Linked DNA regions of Mus musculus: region 1 is linked to region 2. A link is a contact called in public HiChIP or PLAC-seq data. All regions are on one chromosome and are shown on one strand. The core of a region is the stretch at or near the end of the contact, and the rest is flanking DNA. Distances in the headings are between cores, read along the strand shown. Region 1 holds the start of Gm45998 (a long non-coding RNA gene). Region 2 overlaps Gm39070 (a long non-coding RNA gene).

Evidence for each region. HiChIP or PLAC-seq counts read pairs in DNA pulled down with a chosen protein or histone mark.
Region 1: an HNF4G HiChIP or PLAC-seq map of pancreatic cancer cells shows a contact between it and region 2. The contact joins two enhancer-like sites. A contact is called at or near these places in 1 of 15 datasets of contacts at CTCF or cohesin (the NIH/3T3 cell line), 2 of 484 Hi-C or Micro-C datasets (embryonic fibroblasts and trophoblast stem cells) and 1 of 115 datasets of contacts at active chromatin or transcription factors (pancreatic cancer cells).

The regions. Positions count from the first base shown.
Region 1 is chr7:112,451,313-112,456,519 of GRCm38.p6, reverse strand. All of the region lies in intron 1 of Parva (parvin, alpha), which reads right to left. Gm45998 (a long non-coding RNA gene) reads right to left here and starts at 5,111. Exons shown (of 2, transcript XR_001778261.2): 1 at 1-5,111. Within about 2 kb of position 2,414, at least 116 of the 459 cell types and tissues checked have an H3K27ac peak or open chromatin away from gene starts, as enhancers often do. A contact at or near this core is called in the NIH/3T3 cell line, embryonic fibroblasts, pancreatic cancer cells and 1 more, where this site is marked.
Region 2 is chr7:112,200,548-112,205,939 of GRCm38.p6, reverse strand. Gm39070 (a long non-coding RNA gene) reads right to left here. Exons shown (of 3, transcript XR_001778349.2): 2 at 4,149-4,252; 3 at 1,948-2,050. Among named protein-coding and RNA genes, the nearest start is that of Gm39070, 3.6 kb to the right of the region's middle. Within about 2 kb of position 1,484, at least 94 of the 459 cell types and tissues checked have an H3K27ac peak or open chromatin away from gene starts, as enhancers often do. A contact at or near this core is called in the NIH/3T3 cell line, embryonic fibroblasts, pancreatic cancer cells and 1 more, where this site is marked.

The DNA of each region.
Region 1 (5,207 bases), core at 1,165-3,664, 250 kb before region 2:
CACAGAGAGCAGCTGGGGGGGGGGGTGTCAGACGTGCCATGCACTCTGATGGAGACACGCCAGCAGCCCAGAAAGTCAGCTTGGGAAACATGTGAGCCAGGCATGGTGGGGCATGCCTATAATCTCAGACTTCAGAAGGTAGAGGCAGGAAGATCACGAGTTCAAGGTCAGCTTCAGCTATAAGAGAAGTTTATACTAGCCTAGGCTTCACAAAGTAAACTGGGCTCTGTGGCAATTCAAGTAGTTAGGAGCCCAGGACAGAGGGATCTTGATTTGAGGTCAATCTGGGCTATGCAGCAAGAGTGTTAAAAAAATAAATAATTAGTCACCACCACCACCAGAGAAGGGGGGAAATTTCTAATTTCTTAATGTTTAACTCAGTAATTCCATCCCATGAAATCAACCCTTACAGAAGTAATATTACATGTGGGAAAATATTTCTAGAAACAAAGCTATACCCATAGCATTTCTGTAATGGCAAATACATGGAGATTTAACTACTGGAGGAACAGTTGGCAAGCTACAGCATGTCTTCCAGGCAGAATATTATTCCATCACAGTCAATTAAAGTCATCCCCCTGTTCACGGGAGCATGGCAACCGGAAATGCCATGGGGGGGGGGGCGGTTCATAGAAATGTGTATTCATATGAAAAAAAAAAACTACAGTAGTAAAACCCATGGGAAATACTGGGGATGAATAAGCTAAGTGCCAAGTGTGATTGTGTCTGTGATGGTGACTCAGGGTGTGTGCAGCCCTGGCCTGTGAGGTGAGGTGTCTGTTATGAAGCCTTGACAGATAAGAAAAGAATGTTAGAATGAATAGATAGGAACACACACGCACACACACACACGGAACTCATCTAATAGAGTTGGGTGCAAACCAGCTTGACTCCAGTTGTCCAACTGGAGCCCCAGGAAAGCCAAGCTGTGGAACAAACATATACCCAGGACATCCAGTCTGCAAAAATCAAGAACCTCAAAGCTGCCCCAACTCAATCTACACAGACTCCTGTATACAGTTCCATTTCTTTATGTTATCTTGTTATCCTGAGAAAAGTAACAGTTGGGTTTTTTTTCTTTGTTTTGTTTTGTTTTGTTTTGTTTTGTTTTGTTTTAATTAAGAGAATAAGAAAAACATCCTTTCCTGGCTCATACTTGAAAACTCTCCTATGGAAACGTAGATACGCTGAGAGGCAGGATAACCTAATGGTTAGGGGACATTAGGTCCTAGAGTTGACAGCCTTGCTTTGAATGCTATGCTGGCCCCACCACTTACAGTGAGCTGATTACTCCAGCTCTGTAACTCAGTACACAGAAGGAGATAAAAGCAAAGCCTGAGGCCACCAAGAGGCACAGCTGGTAAAGGAGCTTGCCACCAAGGCTGATGACCTGAGTTTGGTCCCCTGGATCTACTTAGCAGAAGGAGAGAATTGACTCCTGTAAGCTGTCCTCTGACCCCTCATGCATGTACAGCATACAGTAAATAAGTGTAATTAAAATAGCAAAATCCTACCTCACAGCTAGTCATTTAATGGGATCCAATGAATCTATCTTTCTGTGTAATATACATTTCATATAACTGTGACCTCTGCAAGCTCTTTACAGTATATTCCAAGCTTTAGGGGAGGGTGAGGCCAAAGGGAAGGTTGAAACACCAGCACAGTAACAGCACACATTTTTGTGTGGCATGCCAAGACCCCAACATGAACTCATTACTAGCTGTGTTAGAGACCGCTCTGTTGCATCCTTGTATAGAAATAATACACACATACAGAGAAAAGCTGGGATTAGGCCTGACAGAGACGATCAGCATGTTTATTATACACAGGCAAACAAGGAGGCAGGCTTAGCTAGTCTCCACACAAGCAGCCTGTGTAGGGGAGCAGTCTTCAGGACATCAGCACGCGGAGCAGGGAGAAAGTTACAGTGGGCATTTTCTGGAGCGACTGTGAGTATCCACACATGGACAAGAGGAAGGTTCTACCATCCTCTGAGCCTCACCCAGGGAACGCTTTGCCACTTCCATGGGTCTGAGACACTGGGGTTCTTGACAAGGCTGTGCTCATGTCAAACAATACCCTTCTTCAGTCGCTCCCCAACATTGCTTCAAGGCCTTTTGATCCCTGTTTAGAAGATGGAAAACTGACATTCAAAGAAACAAATGATATGGCCAGGCCCAAGCAGCTCTGAGGTCTGTGTCCCTCCAGAGGACCAGTCCCTAGAAGCTAGGCTGAAGAGGAAAGTGTGGTGTGTCTCCTTCCCAAGATGGAAATTCAACTCCAGGGCTGTTCCTTCCAGGGCATCTGCAATCCCCTCCCTGGGGCTAACACTCAGCAGTTGGCCTTGCTGCCCCTGGTAGGATAATAGTCTCCGGGTGTGAACTCAGCAGGCAGGCAGTTCTTGGAATGTTCTGGGAGGATGCAGGGGCTCATGAGTCACTCTGCCCTTCTCTCTGCTCCTTCTCAAGGCCCTGGATGTCATTATCCCTGTCACTGGGTTTTCTGCTGCTGGTTGGCTGCACAATTATCCCTAAAAGGAAATCAGTCTTAAGTCTCATCTCTAGCCAAGTGCACTGCAGGAGGGCAGGAGAGCCCTGCAAACCTTCCAGGGCGCCTGCCTGCAAGAACTGGAGAGGCAGAGGGGCTCCGACTGGCTGGCAGCTTTGGATCTCCATAGGGCTAGAGGCTTCCTCCAATCAGAACCCTGGACCCTCTGCATCAAAGGCAAGCATGCCACAAGAACACACAATCTCTAAATATTTATCCCAAAAGTCAAGAGAGAGCCCAGTCGGCAAAGGCTGGGAAACCAGAGGCAGTCGGCCTGGGAGAAGAGGGAATGCTAGAAACACAAAGGCCTTTTGCCTTGAACTCCAGAAATGTCTGTGAACACTAAATGCTGGAGACAGGATCTTAGGAATTCATCACTTAGAAATGTATGGGCACATCCCCAACAAAACCAGAGCTCAGGGGGACTCAAATGACAGGTCTTCTTCACAAGAAAAGTTATAATTCTGTATTAAGTTTTAATTTTTTTGAGTCAGAATCTCACTATGTAGTCTAGGCTAGCCTCAGACTTCGCTGCATCAAACCAGGTATGGATGCCACATGCTTATAATCACAGAATTTCAGAGGCTGAGGCAGGAGGGTGACAAGTTCATGACTAGCCTGGACTGTATACTGATTCATTCTCGTTCTCTCTCTCTCTCTCTCTCTCTCTCTCTCTCTCTCTCTCTCTCTCTCTCTCTCTCCAAACCAACAACAAAATCTTGCTATACAGAGTCTTCGGCAAATGCCAGGCTTTCTGCCTTGCCTTCTGAATGCAGAAGGCAGGACTGAATTCATAGGAAGAAAAAAAAACAATTGTTTTTAGCCCTGAAATATAAAGTATAGGGATATTTGCTTATAGCCACCCCACTACCTGCATCTCCTTCCTGAATACCAAGCTGGACATATATAGCTAAATTCAAACTCAAAAAACTTGAGACAGCAATTCTACTTCTAAGAATTTATGGTTGGTAACGGAGACCAGCAGAAGGAAGGTGGGCAGATGAAGACAGCCACAGGGAATATGAACAAAGTTTAGTCTTATAACACATATACATGTATATATATACACATACACTATGATGAAATACATTATTTTATATTCTACCTAAAAAAATAATAAAGAAGGAATTCATGGGGCTGGTAAACTGAAATAGGATACTTTTATTTGTTTGCAAGCAGGCTTAATGCACCATTGTTTGGAGCAGTAAATCGTTACAAAAAGCTTAAGTGCCTGGCAATAGGAAACGGTTTGAATACCTTCTAGCAGGGTGTGACTCTGTCATACAGTACACCAAGCTGCTGAAAAATGAGACCACACCTGAAAGGCACCAAGACCAGTAACAACCAGAAAAGAGTAGCCAGCCATCTAAACGCTGTATTGATTATTCTTGTCGGTGTGAGTTGTGGGGTCAAACTCAGGTCTTCAGGCTTGCATAGGAAGCTTCTTTACCCACCCAACCGTCTTCCCAGTTGGCTAAACACTTTTAACACATGATTGAAGCACTAGGATTTTCTTTTCTATTTTCCGTTCGTCTGTCATTCTTTGCTGTTAGTGTTTTGAGACAAGGTCTTACTCTGTGTCCCAGGCGGAGACTTGCATCCATCCTCGCAGATGGACCTCCCAAGCTGGGATCACCGGAGTTCCATCCTTGCCTGGCTCACAGCTATGTTCGCATGTACACTACCACTGCCTTTTAAGTCCTGCAGTGAGGAATAAAGACGGGCCCGAGCTTTCCAGTCAATACTCCTGACCCCAGGAGCCGCAGAGACAGCTCACTGGTCAAGAGCATGCTCTGTTCTTGCAGAGGGCTTGAGTTCAGTTCCCAGAACTCAAATCAGGAGGCCCACAACCCTCCCTAAATCCAGCTGCAGGGGGTTTGATGACCTCTTCTGGCTTCCAAGGACATCTGCATTCAGGTACACATACCCACACACAAATACATAAGGAAGAAAAAGCTTTAGAGGAACGGAGTGCCGCACACCTTTGATCCCACTGCTCAGGAGGTAGAGACAAGTGGATCTCTGTGAGTTCAAGGCCAGCCTGGTCTACATATGAGTTCCAGGACAGCCAGAGCCACATAGTGAGACCCTGCCTTAAAAAATAAATAAATAAAAGGAAAGTTGAAACCTACCTTAGACCAATTAAAACTTGTTTCACTGTAAACAAATTTTAATTGGTTTAATACAAGTATCATTAATACTAAAAGCTGGCTTGACATCCTGTGAACAAGAGCCACACCCTAGAGCCTGACAGCACACATCAGTGGAATGCCCAGAGGCCCCAACATTGTTTTCCATGCTTTCCAGTATTGGACCTTTTCTCAACAATTCTATGAGCTGTATACATTAACACTAGAGCTCAGAGACATTTGTCTCGGGTTGCACAGCCAACGTGTGGCAGGACCCAGGGGGGTGGCTCGTGGGCAGGCTTGCCTCTCGGTGCTAGTTTGTTGAACAATTAACTAACTAGAAAAGTGCCAAGCTAGAAAAGTGCCAAGCCAGGCGGCGGTGGTGCACGCCTCTAATCCCAGCACTTGGGAGGCAGAGGCAGGCAGATTTCTGAGTTCAAGGCCAACCTGGTCTACAAAGTGAGTTCCAGGACAGCCAGGGCTATACAGAGAAACCCTGTCTCGGGAAAAAAAAAAAAGAAAGAAAAAAAA
Region 2 (5,392 bases), core at 235-2,734:
CTGCAGCCTGGCTTATAGAGGAATCTGAAGCAATCAGAAGAGATTTTCTTAAAGTATCATCACCTCTACTTTGTGCTTCTCCGGGATCTTATTTTTTTCTTGTAACTGTGTCCAAATACTTAACAAGAATGCTGAACATCAAATGGGACATCTATATCAACCCAGCCCTACCCTGTCACCCACGCCCCAAGGCTCAGGGAACATCACAGAGGAGGATGGGGGGGGGAGCTCTGTTTTATGCTGCCATCTGGACGTGATATGGCGACTGTACTTGTGAACTTACATCTGCTGTCCTTACCTGCACAGGATCAAACCAGCCAGAGTTTCCCAGGTCCCGCGCCTTACTGAAGAGCTATTAGCAGTTGATAGTTGCAGTAGGCCTCTGGGCAGAGGGCCTGGAGGGTTAAATGAAGGTTTCTGTATGTGCTCTGCAGTTAGTGATACAAGGTACAAAGAGGCTGCCAGGTGTTCCTGTGACCATGGGCCAGATGTATGGTTTCCCGTGGTGATGGACTATATATCCTCAAACTGTGAGCCAAAACACCCACCCCCCACTTAAGTTGTCCCTCCCCCCCCCAGATATTTTGTCACAGTAATGTGAATCAATCTTCCTTAAGGATGTGGCCCCACTATACATAACTCACTATACTTAGTAGGTTATGACCAAAGACATGAAGTTGAGAAGGAATCTACTGGAAAAGGATATGGAAAGCCACTAAAGATCCACTTCCTCCTTCTAGACCATGGCCCCTATGGGCTCCACAGTCTCCCAAAACAGAGCCACCAGCTGGAGACCAGGTGCTCCAGCACATGAGCCTATGAGAAAATGTTTACATACAATCCGTAATAGCCCAAAGCAAGAGCCTTCACCCTCTTGAACTCCGAATCTCAGTCCTTCATGCATATCCTAGTATATCACGTCCCTGTGAATCTGGCTTATCCAGAACCACAGACAATCTTATTGGCAGTAAGCAGGGCTTGCTTGGTGGTCGGCTCCGGGAGCAGAGCTGGGTACACTCAGTGTGGCAGCTGCCTAGGAGGAAGGCTCACTTCCTGGATGATGCCTCAGCTTGCTTGGGAGCTGTATCTCCTCCTCCTCCCAGTGTGTTAATTCCATTTCTTCCCAAGTGAGTGTTTTTAGGACATGAGCTAATTATAGTGTCTCCTAAGTCTTTTGCAGTCTGTTTCCTGTTCAAGTACTGCATTAGTCACCAGCAAGAGTCCAACAAACTCCTGTCCCTGCCTGATCTCAGCCACTTGGAACAAGGGGACTCTGGAGAGACTAGGGACAGATCCCAATGGGGAGATAGGACGAGGGGGCTAGACACTGGCTGGGGGGGGGCAGCGGCACAAGGGAGAGTCTCCTGTGCCCCATCCTCTGTGGCCCTCTTGGTCCTGGAGTTTGCTCAGCTGCAGAGGCTGCACAGCATCTCCAGTCAGCTGCATAGTTTTGCTATTACTTGGTGACCTATTTGCATCTTTGCTGAGGATTTCCTCTCAGGCCATATACGGTGATTTCACTGCCTCACAAACGGAGGCTTCCTGCTGCAGCAGTGCTCAGGATCCTTCGCACATGTCCCATCCTTGCCTTTAATTTAGTTTGTGCAAAACAAACAAACAAACAAACAAACAAACAAACAAACAAGCAAGCAAACGCCTTCATACTCAGACCTTCCCATGCATGGCTGGTCCCAGGATCTAACCAGTTGCATTTGATGGGAACTCCCTGCCTCGCTGACTTTTGTGCTCACAGGCGCATGAGCAGCTCCTGCACCCAGGGAGGAAGAGGAGACTGGGCCAGGGTTTGACAAAGCTCCACCTCCAAGCCCTTTTGCTTTCCTGTGTCGTTGCTCCTGCTGTCTCTGGCCTGGAATGAATACCTTGGACCAGGTGTCAAGGTATCCATTGCCAAGACTCTCCATAAGGCCACTGTGTTGCTTTGGCTGTGACAAAATGCTTGACAAAAACAACTTGAAAGATGGGCCCGTTTATTTTCATTTTGGCTCACTCCATCATGATAGGGTGAGCCAGCTGGTCCAGCATGTTGCATCTGCAGTTAGGAAACAAAGAGAGATGAATAGCTGGGGTTCAGCTAGCTTTCCCCTTTTTGTGCAGTAGGATTGGTGCCATCTGACATCAGGGCGGGGCCTTCCCACCTCAGTTAACTGTATCTAGAAAAGCCCCTTACAGACGACACACCCAGGGGGTTGTCTCTTCAATTCTATGTTCTGGAAAGCTGACCATCAGTATTACCCATCACAGCCACCAACATCTTCTGGCCTCCTTGACTGTTTGACCCACCTTTAGCAATCCCTGGTGAAGGAGGGGAGAGCAGGGCTTCCAACCTGAGTCCTCCAGGGACAAAGGAGGGACAGGAAAGGGGAACGTTCTAGTTGAAAACCACATCTTCAGGTGGCCAGCATTCTAGAGACTAAACTCATTCGAAATTGGCTTTACCACTCCCCAGTCACCCCAAAAGGGGACTTGTCCCTTGAACAAAGCTTCTGGGAGCTGTGGAGATGGCTCATTCCACGCTGTCTCCCTTGGAACTTTGGCTTCTGATGCCAACCTCGGGTGGGCCAGGTAAGTCAGGGAGTATCTGATCTGTACCAGGAAGCTTTCTGGAAATGCATACTAAAAGCGAGCCTCTAAGAAGGTGCCCGAGCTCGCATCATCCTCTGTTCCCATTTGGAGCTGACATGCAATGGGTACCTTGAGGTAGACAGGATGGAAGAAAGTGGGTATGAGCCTCATTTGCCAGCCACTAGCTTGGGCTCAGACATCCCCGGGCTACTCCTGAGCCGTGGTGCATTCCAGCAATCTGGCCCAACTATTTTTATAGTCATTTGGTTTCCATCCTAAGAAATTTGTTACAGACCGTCTGCCCACAGAGCATACACGATTACATCCTGGGAAGGGCAATAGCCCAGAAGACGCCATCAGGGGTGGCTGAGTCAGGCTTAGTCAAAGATAAGCTTGCCTCTGCCAGGGCTGAGGACCAGGAGACCAAGTCCCAGGGGAATGGGATATTGGGGAGAAGGGGTGTGAGCACCCAGCACAAACTCTCTCTCCTTAGGGCTACAGTTGTAGGTCTTGAAACAAAGAGCATCTGAAAAAGATTACCTTCAGCTAAGCTCCTCTTTCTCTTCCTCCTTCCTCCCCTTCTCCTCTTCCGTCTTCCTCCTCCCTTCTCTCCCTCTTAAAAGAAAAACATCAACCCCCCCCCCAGCTCCTCTCCCACAGACACCCACCAGGCAGTAGGGCTGAGTTTCTTCTACAAACTTCTTTTTCAGCTACCCAACATAAGAGCAAAGAAGGATGGTAGAGATAACTCGGCCGGCCAGCTGTTCCTCTTGAACAGGGGGGGCCCTGAGAAGTATCCCCAAGACTGCTAGCCCATCCCCTCAGGTGACTCTCCAGACAATCCCCAGCCCCCATCAGCTCTGCAGCTGGGCAAAGGATCGCAAAGGCTCCTGGCAGACAATCATTTACCAGGGAGAATGCCCCATGGGAAAGGATTTCTTCTTGATTACATAGACTATCTCCCGCTCTGTTTTTCCAACAGTGACTCACCCAGGAGTCATCAAAGCTGCTGATGGGGACCATGCCTGTGCTCCTGCCTTAGCTTTGATCACGATTGCATAACTCAGAGCTCAGAAACTGGCTCTAGCTCTTCTGTTCATCCCAAAACCCAAGACAGAAAACGACAAGCCTGAGGGTGGCATTAGCATCAAAGCCTTTCACTTAAATGTACAGATGGGCATGGAAGTGTCAGTGAAAGCCCATAATACCAGCCCTCAGGAGGCAGAGGCTAGAGGACTGCTGCAAGTTCAAGGCTGCTTTCTTCTACCTGGGAGGTTCCAAGTCAGCCAGGGCCACATAAAAGTACTGTAGTAGAGGCTGGAGAGATGGCTCAGAGGTTAAGAGCACTGACTGCTCTTCCAGAGGTCCTAAGTTCAATTCCCAGCAACCACATGGTGGCTCACAACCATCTGTTATGGGGTCTGATGCCCTCCTCTGGTGTGTCTGAAGACAGCTACAGTATACTCCTATAGATAAAATAAATGTAAATAAATATTTCTTTAAAAAAAAAAAAGACTGTAGTAGTTACTTTTCTGTTGTGGTGATAAAATACCAAGGCAACTTACAGAAGGGAACGTTTACTTGAACTTATAGCTCCAGAAAGAGAAGAGTCCATCATGGCGGGGAATTGTAGCAGCAGACACAATGGTCAGGACGCTTACATCCTCGACTGTAGGAGCAAAGCAGAGAGAACTAACCAGAAGTGGAGAAGGGTGTAAACTCTCAGAGCCTGCCTGAGATAGTTCCTCCAGCAAGGCTACACTTCCAAGACCTCTCCAAATAGCATCACCAACTGGATACCAAAGTGTTCGAACACCCAAGCCTATGGGGACATTTCTCATTCAAACTGCCACAGAGACCTTGCCTCAAGATAAAATAAAATAAATTTTAAAAAGAAAAATAAAATAAAAGGTATTCAGCCACATCTAAACACACCTCTGAGTGACACTGGACCTTGAAGGAAAGTGCCAGGCTCTCAGAAATTCTTGCTCAACAGACCTCTACAAGGGATTGCTCATTTGTCCTGTATTTACCGGGTAAGTACCAGTCTGTGGACCCTGTACTAGACAAGACCATTAGCATCTCTATATGAAGTCTTAAAACATGGCCCTGTGAGGCTGAGGAAGGGAGAGTGGGACACAGACCAAGGAAGAGTGTGAGGAATGGGAATTGCTGAGAACAAGGGCAAGTGGCTCGGGAGGAGTCAGTTCTACAGTGAGCCTTGGCCAGTGGCAAGCCTGGGGTGGGGGTGGGGGTGGGGGTGGAGGCGAGGCCAGATGGGGCTGCACGATGAGAGACCTCCTTCCCAAGATCTTTAGCATGGGCTTCATCACAGAAGGGTTTGATTAGGGGAGCTGAGTCACTGAGGGACCCAGCACAAAGCAACAGGGCTCATCTTGGCTAGCTTGGAGAGCATTCGTGAAGAACTGTTTACTGAGGGCTGACCACGCAGTATAGAACTGTCTGCATAAAGATGATGAGGCAAGAGGGGCTGAGGGAAGAAACAGTTACTGGGAGTCAGGGGAAGGTCACTTTGAGAGGAGCTGTGGCCTAGAATTATTACACTGTGAGGAGCCAAATTTTGACTCTCTTCTCCCTGACAGAATTGACTAAGCCCACCCAACATCAGAGAGGTAAGAATGTGAAAATGTGAAGCTGGAATCTAGCTGAGACCACAGCCTTTTCTTTTCTCTTCTCTTCTTTTCTTTGTTTCTCTCAGACACAAGCAGGCCTCCTACTGAGACTGCTCTGTGGCTCTCCAACCAGCAGACTCTCACCAGGGAAGTGAGTTTCTATATGAAGCAGGTAT